2 separate regions of the Arachis hypogaea genome follow, and region 2 is linked to region 1. Evidence: chromatin contacts called from public Hi-C data. All regions are on one chromosome and are shown on one strand. Each heading gives the region's core, a stretch centred on a gene start, on an enhancer-like site or on the middle of the called end of the contact. The rest is flanking DNA. Distances are from core to core; before and after follow the strand shown.

Region 1 (7,919 bases), core at 2,281-4,780:
AATAATGATAAATATTAAATGAGATTATTTGAGTTTCCTGGGTAGAAACAGTGAAGTGATTTCACTTGCTTCAGGTGAAGATATGATGTATTGATATAGAATTATTGAGACAATAACGGGTGATGGTTCTGTTTATGATTCTGGATTTTGTTATGTTGGAGAGTTGGAAAGTTGGGAAAGATGTGAAAGATAAATTAGATTTAGTATTCCCTTATGACAGTTGCCTATTTATGGATTAGTAAAAACCTAGGATGAATAATTGATGAAAGGAAGTTTATGATACTTAGTGAGTTTTTATTATAGTGCATTGTATTTATTTGATACTTTTACCATACTGGGAACCCATGGGTCGGGGGTTCTCATTCTGTATATATCTCTTGTTTTCCATATGCAGGTCCAGGTGCTCAGAAGTGAGCTGTGGTTCATCTGAGAGATGGCGAAGACCTTTATATTCGCTGCTTTATATTTTGTTTAGAATCTCTCCACCTTTATTTTGAAAAACTTATATTTTGTATTGATCTCCTTTGAGACTTGCCTATAGAGGCCTTTATGTATCATTTGGGAAAGATTAGGAAATACTATTGTCAACTACTTTTATACTGTTGTCAACTACTTTTATACTTTTATACTTTGTGTTATTCTTACTCTTCTTTATGGCTTTATCTTCGTATCGTTTTCGATTCACGCTTTGCCTTCTATTTGTTAATACGTGAGTGTTACGACTTCACGATTTTATTTTCACTCTCTTTAGGCTTCTTGATTAATATTTTCTTTTCTTTTAATTAAATTAAGTATTATAATCTACTTGAGAGTCATACCACCTTATTATCATTGATTTATGACTCGAGCACAAGAATTTGAATGTTAGGGTATTACAACCGACAATCCCACATTAATCTGGATGCACACTCTAGCATAACGGCCATGTTCTGCTTCTTTTGTTTCCATGTCCACTTTTATGAGTTTGCCAATGGCCGCAACTAGCACTACACCGCTCTCTCTTGGTAGTACCATATGTTCAAGCCTGCAATGCGCACCTAAACAAGTGTTGAGCCAAAGAACTCCTCTCAACGAGAATCAGGTGACCAAGGCTTGACTGCCAAATAATGTCCTCCTAACCTCCACAGAACACCCAGGGGAATCTTATCTTTATCTTCCATGAGATCAAATTTCACAAGAAAATATCCACAACCAACATCCATAACATCGTATCCGCCTCGCAATCGCCATATGCTCTTAAGACGATGAACCATGGCCGTATAACTTACATGCTTTCCAATCACTTTAATGACAATAGATCCCACATATAGTGTTAAAAGTGCTCTTCTCCCTTCATCCATGAACGTTATAGTTAGTGGGTTTGGATCTCCTTGCTTTTTCCTCACAATAGCTATATTATCCCCATCATGAGCATCATCCATTGTGAAGGGTTTAAGACTAGCCATTCCCACCATCTTATCCCCAGAAGAGACTCTCATCCAGTCATCCCCTTTGAACCCTCCATACCACCAGATGTACTCCTCTCACACTCTCTCCATTTTTACTTCCATCGGTGGAGGTAGCTGCCTCACAGTTTTCCACTCTCACGACCATTCTCATTGTCACTTATACTTTTTTCGCTTGTCTCTATTGGTTCTCCTATTCTCTTTAAAAGCTAATCAAATTTAAATTGCATTAAAGTAGCAATGTCATAATTACTTTAAAAAAATCTCTCTTTTTTTCATTATGTAGGAGTATGGGTGGGATAACCCCAACTTTAGATATTACACATCATAATAATTACGAAAAAATGTTAGATGACTATTAAAATTTATTAATTTTTAGCCAACAGTTATCTAGTAATATTTAAAAGTATGGCCTAACAATATATTATTAGATTATTAGAATAAAAAATTAGACTAATAACTAAAGTACTGGTTAAAAATAATAAATTTTGTTGGACTTTGAACTTTTTTCATACTTACTTACTTGCATTAAATATCCAACCCTTGAACCCAAATGTATATAATGGACATGAGAAAGTCTAGGAGATCAACTATATGTACGGTCAACTTGAATAAATTTTTAAAAATTAAAAAAATCTTATTTTAAAAGAAGTCCCAACAAAAATAAAAATAAAAAAATACCCAAAGAGTCAATCTAATTTCATGCTCACACACATTCACAGTACACAATAGAAAAAATAACCACACAAACCCTTATTTTTCTCTTTATCCACGTCCGCACCCCACCTAACGCCATCGATCACCGCCGCACGTAGTCCCTTTCCTTCCCGAAATCAGCATTGCTGACCGCCACCATACATAGCGTCATCTTCTATTCCCGAAACCAGTGCCCCAACCACCGCAACAAACATGCATCTCTCCATTAGCCAATATAGCACCGTGGGGCACCACCATAAGCTTCCTTTGCATCCGCAGCCGCGTTCACGTCACGCCGTCCCTTTGCAGCCGTGGTAGGAATGTAGCCCCCTGTTGCAATTGTAGCATCACAAACCACCGCTGCACCCTCCTTTCGAGTACACCGCCGACTGCACGCACCAGTATCCCTCCGAGAACAGAGACTTTCCGTTCGCGAAAACACTACCACCACACCCTCCCCTTGCAACCGCATCGTATCATGCCACCGAGGAGGCCTCCACACGTCCGCTTCCATTGTCCTGCCAAGGGTTGCGACAGAATGACTAGTGAGGAAGAAGGAGGTTGCGTCGCTCTTGTTCTTCTTCTTGTAGTTGTTCTTCTTCTTGATTTTGGATGATTTTTTTTATTAGTTTTGGATGTTAAATTTTAGATTTTTTTCTTATATTTTGGATGTTTCTTTTTTTTTGGATTTTGGATGTTTTTTAAATATTTTTAGATGTTTCTTGTTTAATGTTCAGATTTTTTTCAATTTTTTGTTATTTTTTGAATTTTTAAATAATTTTAAATATTTCGTTTTTATTAGGTTTTGGATATTTTTTGTTACGTTTCAAATGTTTCTTTCTATTAAAATTTTTTAAAAGAATTTTAGAATTTTTAAACTGAATTTTTAAAATAATTTTAGATGTCTGTTATTATTTGATTTTAAATATTTGTTTTTAGATTTTGATTTTTTATTAAAATTTAAATATTTTTCATAATAATTTAAATTGACATCCTCTTTAAAAAAAAGTGGTAATTGATTATGGTGAAAATTTAGGTGCAGTCGACTTCACGTGAAGTTGATAGTTGAGAGCTGTTAGATGAAAATTTAGTCAAATCAATCAAATCATTTAATTAACGGCTCTCCACTATCAACTTCACGTGAAATAAAACGACTGTACCTAAGTTTTCACTGTTGATTATAGATTTTTTTTTTTGGTAATTAAAACGGGCCTAAAACCCCAGGTAATTGATTATAGTTGACTGTACCTTTATTACCACCATTGATTGGATATAGTGCATGGAAAAAGTCCCCCTCTATCTTTACCTCTCTAGTCTGCTCACATGCAGAAACAATCCCCCACAAAGAAAGCCCTATTGAAAGCCCAATTTAGATGTCCTTAAATTTCATCCAATCAGCAAACATTCTATTTCACAAATAAAAAACGAACAGGGCAGGAAAAAGGAGAGCATTATCGTCTGAAGCAAAGAAGCCTCTGCACCCACTGACGGCAACAGCTCGACAAAGGGCCGACCCCTGTCACAAGTGGAAACGACGCCGCGGTTAACTCACTCAGGTTTGTTTCCCTTTTTTTTTTCATCTTTTTTATTTTATTTTTTTTTAAATTGTGTCGTTCCTGGTGCTATGTTCTTGCATTTTATACACCATTGCTATGTTTTTCCTGAATGTGTTGGATGTTAGTGATGCATTGGGCTTGAGGGATTGATAAGTGATTAGAATTCGAAATTGCCAACAAGAAAATTTTCCATGCTTCGCTATAGGTAGGGCTGGTTGATATCTGATTACTCGTTAGTGTGTTAAGCCCGCCAATGGTGAATACTTTTAGGTTGTTGGATTTGATCAGCAGTTGATGATAGATTAGTCGAGGTTTCATATCGTGTGTTACATTGCTTTAGCTTGGATATGAATATCATTATATAAACAGTTACAACTGGGTGCCATTGTTAAGTATTTACCTTGATGTCACAGTGGCAAGTTTCTGCATGTTATTTGGATGTCGTAGTTACGGATATTGGATGTTATTTGTTCATTATGTTTCCATTAGTGTATTTAATGGTGAACCTATTAGTAATTTGAAGATTTTGCTATTTCACATGTATTATTTTAGAAAGCTTCCTGTGCTATTTCACATGCTCCATTATCATGCCACAGATACTAGAACCTTCTTTTTTTCTTTCATATGCCATGCGGCTGCAATGGCATAACCTAAAACATTTTCAATGGAGTAACCTAAAGCAACCCAAACGAAGCAACAAAGAATATGTTATTAGTTTGTATTATTTCTTGTAAAAATAAGTTTTCGTTTGTGAGTGATTACTGTTGTTTCTGCAAAGATTTGACTATGTTCTTATTTACCGTTTAACTCCACCCACTTATTTTCGGTTCTGCACCATGAGTTTCGGGTGTTTTGAATGGAATGGGTACCAATGGCTTGGTACATTTGGTGGGCCTTCTTATTGCATTTAGGTTTAACTCTGAGGATTCTATTGTTGATAGATTGTTAAGAAACATGGGGCATGCTCGAACTCTGAATTGAGGCATTTCCTCCACCTAAATCTGTTGTCCTGAAGAATTTTTGGATGGTTGGTTTATGATGAATGGATATATGGGAAACACGCCATAGTTTATTGAAAGAAGTATGAAGTTCTACTAGGTCTAAATATCATTTGAAAATTTTTGCAGATTGTGAGTGGGTGCAGCACCGAGAAATTTTTGAAGGTTGGGGCTGTTCTCTTCTTCCACTAAGAAGGAGGAATCACGTAGCTTAGCTGTGATGGTTGCAAATCGCTATCTTCCTCCTTGGTTTAGGTGAGTTTGCTGTTTATCTAAGCTTTCTTTCTATTTCTCCTTTGCTTGATAAATGATGTCAATCTGGTTTTTTTTCCTTGGATTTCAGTGTTGCTCCAATGATGGACTGGACAGACCATCACTATAGGACTCTTGCACGTCTCATATCAAAACATTCTTGGCTTTACACAGAAATGCTTGCAGCTGAAACAATTGTTTATCAAAAGGGAAATCTGGTAAGTTTATAAAGATAAGTCCTGGGTCCCTCCTAGCATGAATAACAAGTTATCATAATTTCTAAGGGGAAAGGTCTCTTGAAATCTTAAGATATTACCTACGCAGACAAATTTCTTTATCTTGAACATGCCTCATCATACAAGACCTATTCAGATTTGAAGCATAATTGACACATAGGCCCATTCTATGTTGCCCTAAATTGGCATAAGAGTTCTTGAAGCTGCCATTTGGTGGGATTTGGGGGAAGTAAAAATATATGAAGTTAGCAATCCTGCACTTGCAAGTAGAAAGAGTGTCCTTGACTGTTCTTACTTCTTAGTGTTTGGACCCATGACCTTCAATTGTTTCTGTCACAAGGTAACAATCTTACTAGTGTGTCTGGGGTTCACTCTCTTCCTTATTTTAAAATTAACTGATTATTTAAGTTCTTATGGTGGCATGAGGTGAAAATTGGACGTAACATCGCACTAAGCTCTCGAGATTTAAGTATTCTTGTTTAAATTGCCGAGTAATAGAGAGATAGATGGAGATGACCATAGGATTCAAGTTAGGTGGTCACTGTGGAAGAGTGTTTGGGGTTTTGTTGCGATAAAAAAGTGCCACTAAAGCTTATTGGTAAATTTTACCACACAACTATTAGACTGGCAAAGTTGTATGAGACTAAATGTTAGACGGTAAAATGCCAATAGGAACTTAAGCTTAATGTTGTAATTATTAATGAATGCATTAGAATCTCATGTTAAGTGGTTTAAACATGTTGGAGAAAGCTTCAAGAGGCTCTAGTTAGAAGAGTGGATAAGATACTGCAATGAGATAAAATATAAATGTTTTAAACATGTATGTGATCTGTGATAGGCCATTATGTTGTTGCTGCAATGAAATAAAATATATTGCTTACCCAGTATGGATTGTTTTTTCTAGTTGAAGGCTTTGATTATATCTATGCTGTGGGCATATATGTGTGTATATGAACACAAACTAACAAAAGGGTGTTGAATAAATTGGTGCTGAAAAACCATTGATTCTTTTTATATGTTGTCAGGACAGGTTCTTGGCATATTCTCCAGATCAACATCCAATTGTGCTGCAAATTGGAGGAAGTAATTTGGATAATTTAGCAAAAGCAACCGAACTTGCTAGTGCTTATTGCTATGATGAGATCAACTTCAAGTCTGTTCTTATCACCTTAAATCTCAGAGCTTTATTGTTGTCTTTATCTCTAACAAAATGAATTTATTACTTTCAATGCATATCAGTTGTGGATGCCCTAGTCCAAGAGTAGCTGGGCGTGGATGCTTTGGTGTACGTCTTATGCTTGACCCAAAGGTTAGAAAAATCATCCTTGATTAAGGTTACATATAAACATCTTTGTCTTATCTGCATTAATATAGAAATTTAATGCATACAAGGAAAGTTTGTTGCTGAGGCTATTTCAGTAATGGCTGCCAATACAAATGTACCAGTTACTGTCAAGTGTCGAATCGGCGTGGACAATCATGATTCTTACAATGAGTTGTGTAAGGTCCTTCTTTGTTCATTTTTCTCTATTCATATTGAAAGAATGAAATGTTATGAATTTTTGAAACAGAATTCATCATAGTGAAGGGAAGGTTGCCCCTGTTCAGTGTCAAGGCATGGCAAAACCGCAAAAGCCATTTTGTTGTGGTTATTTGCATTAATGCATTTTGATCCTCCATTGAGCCTACTTTCCAAGTTATTAGATTTATGTTAGTATGGCTGCACTGTTTTCAATCTGCTGCATTTTATAAGCATTTTAAATTATGCTGTGCTAAAACATGTGTTGCTTTTGTCCAATTGATTAGGTACATGGGGAATTCTATCTTTTTCACCCTTATTTTGATAAGTAGGTACATTGGGGATTCTTATCCTCGCAAAACCCTTGGATTTACTACTATAACATTGAAATTACTATTTATTAATTGAAAGCAAATAGTGACCTTCTGCTAGGATCTTAGAATGAAGATATCATGTTTGTTTCCGTAACAATCGGGTTGCAGTTAGTAGCTAACTGTTAATGGAAAAACAAATAACATATCTAGAGAATATATGATTATTAAGTATTTAGCAGGAAACATTTTTATGTAGTAAAGGAACTTACGAGCATCAGTGTTTTCCCCATTTGCGAATACCAATGAAAATAAGGACTTTAAGTTATCATATATTTCTATGTCTTATATAAGTTTTGAAAAGATTTCCCCCCTCTTTTATAGAAAAATAATTTTATTGAAAGGAAAGAGGGAAAGTACAGGCAAAAGGCAAATAAGAATGCTCCATAGCAGAAGCAAACCAGATTAAGGGGAAAAGTTGAAAAGAGCATCAACATGCCTATTCTCTAAAGTGTGACCTGGCAACTCCTTTTAAGTATTTATTATCAAAGCACCATATAGAGGTCAAGAACAGAGTCTTATTAAATTGATTGCCATAGAAACATCTTATAATATATATCATGAGGGAAGCACATTGATTATTTCTCTTTGCATCAATAAATACCAAATCTGTTGTTGAATCCTATAATCACAGTTGCAATTATTCCCAAAAGAATCATATTCTACTCCTCGACTTCTCAGCTGTCACCAAATTGTGATGCCACCAACCTATACAAATAATAGGAAACTGAAAATGAAGCAGGGTTGCAAAATTTAGAAGCTGATGTCAGTTCTGCATAAACCTCTTTTTAGGTCATAATTCTTATTACACAAATAAATGACAAGGAGAAATATTTTTACACAATT
Region 2 (7,919 bases), core at 2,295-4,794, 100 kb before region 1:
CCTGAGTACGTATCAGGAGGGGGAGGTCAGAGTTTATTTTGTCCTCTGTTAGAGTTGTCAGGAACTATTTTATCCTCCATTAAATTTGATGGAGCAAAAGACCTAAGTGACTGACGGAGTTAATTATTTGGAACCAATCAAATAATTAATTTTAATTGGGAACTAAAGTGTCTGATCCAAAAATTTTTGAAGACTAAAATGAATAAATACTCTAATTTTTATATACTCATTTCTATATCAATTTTTTAAAATTCATTTGATCTTTTAATAATATGAAAATATTAACATATTAACATATTCAATATTTTTATATTACTATATAAAAAATTTTAATAACTTATATTTTTATGTTTTGGTAATTATATTGTGTACCTTGATTTTTTTTATAAAGAACATTAATTCATTTTCTAAAGTTATACTATTAAAAAAAATTTTTTACCTTATTTTTATCATAATTTATTTAAGTATAATTTTATTTTGAGATTTGTATTTTATATCTTGAAAACTATTAGAATGTATTTCTAAAATTTCTTTTATATGTTGATAAATCTTTTTTATTTAAAAAATTTTAGTTTATACATATCATGCTTGAAGTTCGTTTAGAATAAAGTACTATTTTAATTCTTAATATTTGAGTTAAATCTTAATTTCATCTATAATATTTGAAATGTCCTGATTTTATTTTAGAAGTCTTATTTCGTGTTGTTTTAGTATTTTGGTAAAAATTGAACCTTTTTTTAAATATTCTTTTGTCCATTATGATTTTCTTTTAGATAATAATAAAAATCGTAATTATAGTGGTCGTAATGGTGGTTTTAGTGATTTTAGGGTGAAAATGAAACAAAAATAAGATAAATAAAAAGATAATAATAGAGAAAAAATAATATATTTTAAAAAAATAATTTTAAACAGAGGATAAAAATAAAAAAATATTTAGAATAAAAATATAATGTTATAAACATTAGAGATAGAATTAGAATTTAATCAATATATTAAAAATTAAAATAATATTTTATTTTTTTATATAATAAATAAACATAACACAAAAACAGAATACAATTAAAATATTTGTCTAAAATTCAATTCCCATATTAAAATTTCTACATCTCTGCATATATATATATATATATATATATATATATATATATATATATATATATATATATTCTTTTGTATGTTATATGTTACTTTCGCGATTAGGTAAATTGATTCAAAACATTTTTATCGTAAATCTCTCGTAGTAATTAGAATCTCTATTTAATTTTTAAAATTTTTTAATATTACGATTTTAAATGAGTTAATCAATTTTATAAAATTTGTACTAAATTTGACAATTTTACAATTTAAATTTTGTTAAAATTTTACGTTTTACGTACTTAATTTATTTTTTCAATTTCACATAAAATTTTAATTTTTTTCTACTTTACTCCCACTATTAAATTTAATTCAAGCGAATTAAGGCGCATTACCGGTTGAATTATTATTCATTTAAAGGGCTGTATAATAATAATAATAATAATAATAATAATAATAATAATAATAATAATAATAATAAAAAAGTATTGTTTTTGTTCCTAACATTTGAGGTAAATTTTATTTGTGTCCCTAACGTTTAAATCGTCCTATTTGTATCCCTAACGTTTGTAAAAGTGATTCAATGTTATCCTGCCGTCAATTACACATCATGAACGCTTTAGTTTGAGTTTTAAAAATCTATTCTTGAAGTTAGAATACAAATGTCTGGGATAGAATCGATGATCCATTTCGAAAAATAGCTCATCAAAAGTTGAAACTAATTCCTACAACATTTACATAATTCACTTTTCTAGGGACATAATTGAATCTAAACACAAATAGTGGGTATAATATTAAAATCGAACACATCCAAGTGAGACCTAATTGAGAATGAATATATCCAAGTGAGAATAATTGAAAAATATAATCTGAGTTGTTAGTATAATGGATAGTAGGATAACATTGAATCACTTTTATAAACGTTATGGATACAAATAGGACGATTTAAACGTTAGGGATACAAATAGAACTTATCCCAAACGTTGGGGATAAAAACGATACTTTACTCTAATAATAATAATAATAATAATAATAATAGTAATAATAATAATAATAATTTTTCAGTTATAATAGTATTAATTTAATCGTACCGTATGTTTTTTAGTCTGATAAACTGATGTCTTTTTTTTCTCTTACGAAGTAAGGGAGAAGGGAAAAATGTCAATTCATGCTGAGCTCATCATTAGTCACTCTATAACTAATTATATTAGTCTTAAGTACTCGCTCAATATTCCTTCATGATAACTCTTCAAGAAGCGTTAATTTTTATCATATTTAAAGTAATTGATTATTTTAGTTTTGAAGAATTTTTAATAAAATATTTGCCTTATTTTATTTTATTTAGTTTTATTTAATTTAAATTAACTTTTATTCCATTGTTTTCTTTTTTAGTTGTAGGCATAACAAGACAAAAATAAAACTAAAAAACAACAGATATGATAAGTCATTTCTTACTTACTCTCCATGTTATTTTTACTAACTCACTTTATTATAAATTATCATCCATGAAAAAATTTATTATTCTTTCGATCAGTTTATTTTAAAATACTTTTTCATTAAAAATAGAAAGAATGACAACCAAGTAAGGGATAGAACTTCATAACTAATGACACAATGTGCTGATCGTTTGAGCATAAAAAAGCCACGCCAAAAAAAAAAAAAAAAGAAATAGAGGAGAGAAGGGAGGACCTAAAGAAACGCACAAAGAAATAGGAGCATCACAATAACAACTTAGAGTCAAATTCTTGTCAACAATAATCATGTATTTTTTTTTCTCTCAATTTCAATAATAATCTCTATTTCATTTTACTTCATTATGAATTATATTTATTGGACATTGATGTAGCCCATCATGTGAATTGATGTTATTCAATGATTTATGTTATGGATTATATGTTGTGTTTATAAACGAACTTAATGCTTTTAGATGCTTGATTACTATTTAAATGATATGTTGATTTACAATGTACTTGAGAAAGAAATTAGGAATGAAACTACTAATTATAAACACCATAAATTGAGCAAAAATTAGAGATAGTCAAACATGATATACGTGGTTATTATAAAGTTTCACAAAAATATAATCCTATACTCACATAAGTTGTTGCTAAGAAATTAGTACATTTATGAGTTTAAGAGAATTTTTTATCTTGAGAAATTCTAGAAACTACATTAAGAAATTTGACCAATTAGAATTCACAACAAATACATTGAATATCAACAGGGATGGATTCATTCATTACTTAGTGAGGGTAAGTTTTTCCAGTAGAATCTAAAAAATTATTGAATACTTTCTAGTAAAAAAAGGTTAGTTGCCCTCACTCTCGAATCTGAATGTCCTAACCCTTTTCTTTCTCCTCTTTTTTAATTTTTGTCTCAGCCTTTCAGGCTCCAACCCCGTCTCACTGTTACCGGGTCGCCACCCACCTCCTGAGCTGTCCCGCGTCATTGTCGCGGTGTCGCCGACGTTGCTGGCTTGCTACCGTGCAGCCTTCCTCCTTATGCCGCTACTCGCTTGTTCCTTGTTTCTGCATTTCAATTTGTCTCTCGCCAGTTGACTGTCATCGACTCTTGCGATCTTGCCAATCGCCCACAGCCCACTCTATCATCGTCTCTCGCCACTCCACCATTGAGTCATCATCTCTGAGTGTCTCAGCACTCTGTCATCGTCTCTGCGTCTCTGACCTCTCACCTTTCCAGTTTTTAGTAGCTTCAGGCACCGGTGCACCGGCCGCACTCACCTCTTTAGTTTTCAGCTTCTTCTTCTCAAATAGCTGGTACATTCACAAATTCACTAATGACTAATCTGCTTGCTTCATTGCTCTGATTTGGTATTTTACTTAGAAAAATTCGATTTTATCTTATTTAGGAATAAAAATTTGATTTTGATAAAGATGGTGTGAAATTGTGAATTGTGATTTGTATTTGAATAATTGAAACTGTGAAATTGTTGTTGTTTGAATAATTGGATGATTTATGTTTGTGTATATCGACGTATAATTGAATTAAGATATTGCACTTTGATGCTGCTGAAAATTAACTTAAATTATTTTTACAGTGGATCTTCTTATTGGAGATGCTATAAGAGGAGGAACAATGTTGTGCGGTAGTTATTTCTGAGATTCACTGCAACCCATTGGTGGCTTGTGCCTTGGTGTCTCACGGTTTTTGCAGTTGTGTTGTGCAATATCTACATTATTGAATTTCTTTTAACTATCTACATTCTTAATTTGATATTATATTATTGTGTATTTTTTTTGGCTTATAATTTTATATTGTAATTTTAAATTTATATGAAATTGTGAATTATTTTTATTAATCAATTAACTTAGGTTTATAAATTTATTCTTTTAGTAATGGAGAAATATTTCAAAAGAATATTATCTTTGGAGATTGGATCCCAAAATAATTGATCGACCTCTTCTAACAAAAGGAGGTTTTTAAAATTCGAACTAGAGATCTTTATAGCAAATCTAAGACAACGACCAAAGATTTCAAGTTATCATTGAATGACAGAAACAAAGTTACATAGGCATGTTTGCAAAAAGTTTCTTATCAAGCAAGGACTCATGATTTTCTGCAAACTACTTGTGGTTCTTTTTTTCGAAGTTTTAATCCTAATTGGTTTGATGACTATGACAACTGGCTAGAGTACAGTATAACAAAAGATGTTTTTTTTTATCTTTGTTGTTATTTTATGAAACTCGAGAATGAAGGTGGTGATACTTTTGTAACTAATAATTTTTCAAATTTGAAAAAAAAGGAGAGATTACAAACTCATGTTCAGATTCATGATAGCGCCCATAATCAAGTTTGGAGAAAATGTGAAGCACTTATGAAGCCAAAATAACATATCAATGCTGCTATTGAAAACAAATCTAAGCAAGCTAAAAAGAATGATCAAATTCACTTGACAATAACAATTGATTGTATTAGATTTCTTTTACGACAAGGATTGGCCTTTTGTGGTAATGATGAGACTGACGATTTTGTTAATAAAGAAAATTTTTTGCAACTTTTAAACTTTCTTTTGCAACATAATAAAGAGATTGGTCATGCTTTCAAAATGCTTGTGGGAATCTTAAACTAATAGCACTCTCAATTCAAAAAGACATTGTAAGAGCTACTGAAAGTGAAATGACAAAAAAGAACTAGAGACACTAGATGGAATTCACACTATGAAACTATACTTGGATTAATTTTTTTATTTCCTTCCTTCCTTCCGTGGTCAATGTTCTTGAATATGTTGAGGAAGATGGAAATAATTCAGAACAAAGAACTAAAGCATGTCATTTATTGAAAATGATTCGATCCTTTGAATTCATTTTCAATTTGCACTTGATAAAAAATATCTTGTGAGTTACTAATGAGTTATCTCAAGCGTTACACAGGAATAATCAAGACATTGTAAATGCTATGGCATTAGTTAAAGTGTCTAACCAACGGTTACAAAATATAAGAGATGATGGTTGGTCTCTTTTACTTGACGAGGTCTCATTGTTTTATGACAAACATAATATTACTGTTCTAAAAATGGATGATATATTTATGTCATAAGAAAGATTAAAATGCAAAGCTCAAAAATTTCAAATTTTCATTATTTCAAGTTTAGATATTCTATCAAGTAGTTGATAGATAATTTCAAGAACTCAATAATCATTTTACATAGGTGAATACTGAATTGCTTTTTTGTATAGCTTGTCTGAATCCAAGACACTCATTTTTTGCATTTGATAAGGAGAAGTTGATCAAGTTAGCTCAATTCTATCCATTAGAATTTTCTTCCACTCAACTTTTGGCACTTGATATTAGATGTGCATTCTGATGATCAATTCTCAAACTTAAATGAGATTGGTGCTCTTTCTTAGAAATTGGTTGAGAATAAAAAAATATTATTTATCCATTAGTGTTTCTTCTTTTGAAGTTAGCTTTAGTGTTGTCTGTAGCAACTACATCAGTTGAAAGAACTTTCTCCACTATGAAAATCATAAAGATTCGGCTTCGTAACCATATGGGAGATAAATTTTTAAATGATTATTTAGTGACATATACAGAAAGAGAGACATTTGATTGTATTGTCAATAAAATATTATTCAATTTTTTTAAAATATGAAACCCAAAAGAATGAAATTTTAAATTATTTGTTATTATTTTAAATTATTATTTTATTATTTTAATTTGTTTGTTAAATAATTTGAAGAGTAATCATATTTTATAATACCATAGTACAATTATAGAAATTATTAGTATATTATGTATATTTTGCCCCCACTGACAAAATTTTATGGATCCGTCATTTACTGGTAATAATGATGGGTTCTTGAGGCATCCGAGGGATGCTGAAGCATGGAAAAAATTTGATGCAAAGGATCCATATTTTCCTAACAATCTGCGCAGTGTTCGTTTAGCTTTAGCTAGTGACGGATTTAATCTTTTTGAAAATATGAGTATGAAGTATTCCATTTGGCCTGTGATTCTTATCCATACAATCTTTCTCCATGGCTTTGCATGAAACATACTTCTTTTATTCTATTTATGATTATTCCTGGTCCCAAAATGCCTAGTAATGACATAAATGTTTATTTGGAGCCGTTGGTGGATGAGTTGAAGTAACTGTGGGATGACGTTGAAACTTATGATGCTAACAAGGAAAACACTTTCAAGATGTGTGTGACACTAATGTGAACTATTAGTGACTTCCCAAGGTTGGGAATTTATCTGGGTGGAATACGTACAGTGGGTTAACATGTCCTACATGTAACATGGACGGTAAGGCTCAGCGGCTGACATTCAGTCAAAAATAGTGTTTCATAGGCCATCACCACTTTTTGAATCAGGGTCATAAATATAGACTAGATCGAAATAGATTTGATGGGCAAGTCGAAAGCAGAGATCCACCAAAATTATCTGGAATAGATGTATTGAGACAACAGTCTAACATGCAGGTTTTATTTGGAAAGAATTCAACTATGACAGCCAAAAAAAGACGTAGTGATCAAAATGAATCGCATTGGAAAAAGAAGCGTGTGTTCTTTGACCTCCCGTACTGGGATGATCACTTGTTACGTCATAACCTTGATGTGATGCATATAGAGAAAAATGTTTGTGGCGATGTGGTCTTCAATATCTTAAACGATAACACCAAATCAAAAAACAATCTTAAAACTAAAGATTTATAATGCACGGGCATAAGGCCTGAATTGTGGCCAGCGAAGGTGGTAAATATTCTTCTGCAATATTTACAATGTCAAATCCACATAGGGATGTATTCCTGAAGCTACATAATGTGGTCTTTCTAGATGGTTACTCTAGCAATATTTCTCATTGTGTTAACTTGTGACAGTGCAAGTTGTCTGGGTTGAAAAGTCACGACTTTCATATTCTAATGGAATAATTACTTCAGATTTTGGTGAAGAATGTACTGTCGATCCGATATCCACTGTGATTGCAAATTTGTCTTCATTTTTCTGAAACTTTGTGGGAAAATCGTAAACCCTCTACAACTTGGTGACCTTTAGAATCGTGTTGTGCAAACTCTATGTCAGATGGAAATGATTTTCCCTCCATCCTTCTTCACTGTCATGGTTCACCTTACGGTGCATCTCGTTGATGAAGTAAAACTTGGTGGCCCAATACATTATCGGTGGATGTATCCAATAGAAAGATTAGCTTGCTAATAAACCCCTTTAATACATTCAATTCAATTCATTTTGTATATACTGAGCGTTATGTCATATTTATATAAAAGGTATCTAGGTCGATTGTAGCAATACATGTGTAAATAGGGCACAAGAAGAAGGCTCGATTGTGGAGGGCTATTTATCTTAGGAAATTTTGACTTTCTG

The links. Hi-C and Micro-C count contacts between places; a contact is called where the count stands out from the background.
Region 2: a contact with region 1 is called in a Hi-C map of leaf, with 3 times the contacts expected there. The contact joins the enhancer-like site here to the promoter of LOC112744933 in region 1. A contact is called at or near these places in 3 of 8 Hi-C or Micro-C datasets (all in leaf).

The regions. Positions count from the first base shown.
Region 1 is chr2:58,819,944-58,827,862 of arahy.Tifrunner.gnm2.J5K5, reverse strand. It overlaps LOC112744933, which reads left to right and starts at 3,530. Exons shown (of 13, transcript XM_025794714.3): 1 at 3,530-3,697; 2 at 4,825-4,950; 3 at 5,039-5,165; 4 at 6,209-6,336; 5 at 6,423-6,492; 6 at 6,581-6,683. The coding sequence starts at 4,916.
Region 2 is chr2:58,923,811-58,931,729 of arahy.Tifrunner.gnm2.J5K5, reverse strand. No RefSeq gene overlaps it. Among protein-coding and RNA genes, the nearest start is that of LOC112744952, 9.4 kb to the left of the region's middle. Within about 2 kb of position 3,544, at least 1 of the 3 cell types and tissues checked has open chromatin away from gene starts, as enhancers often do.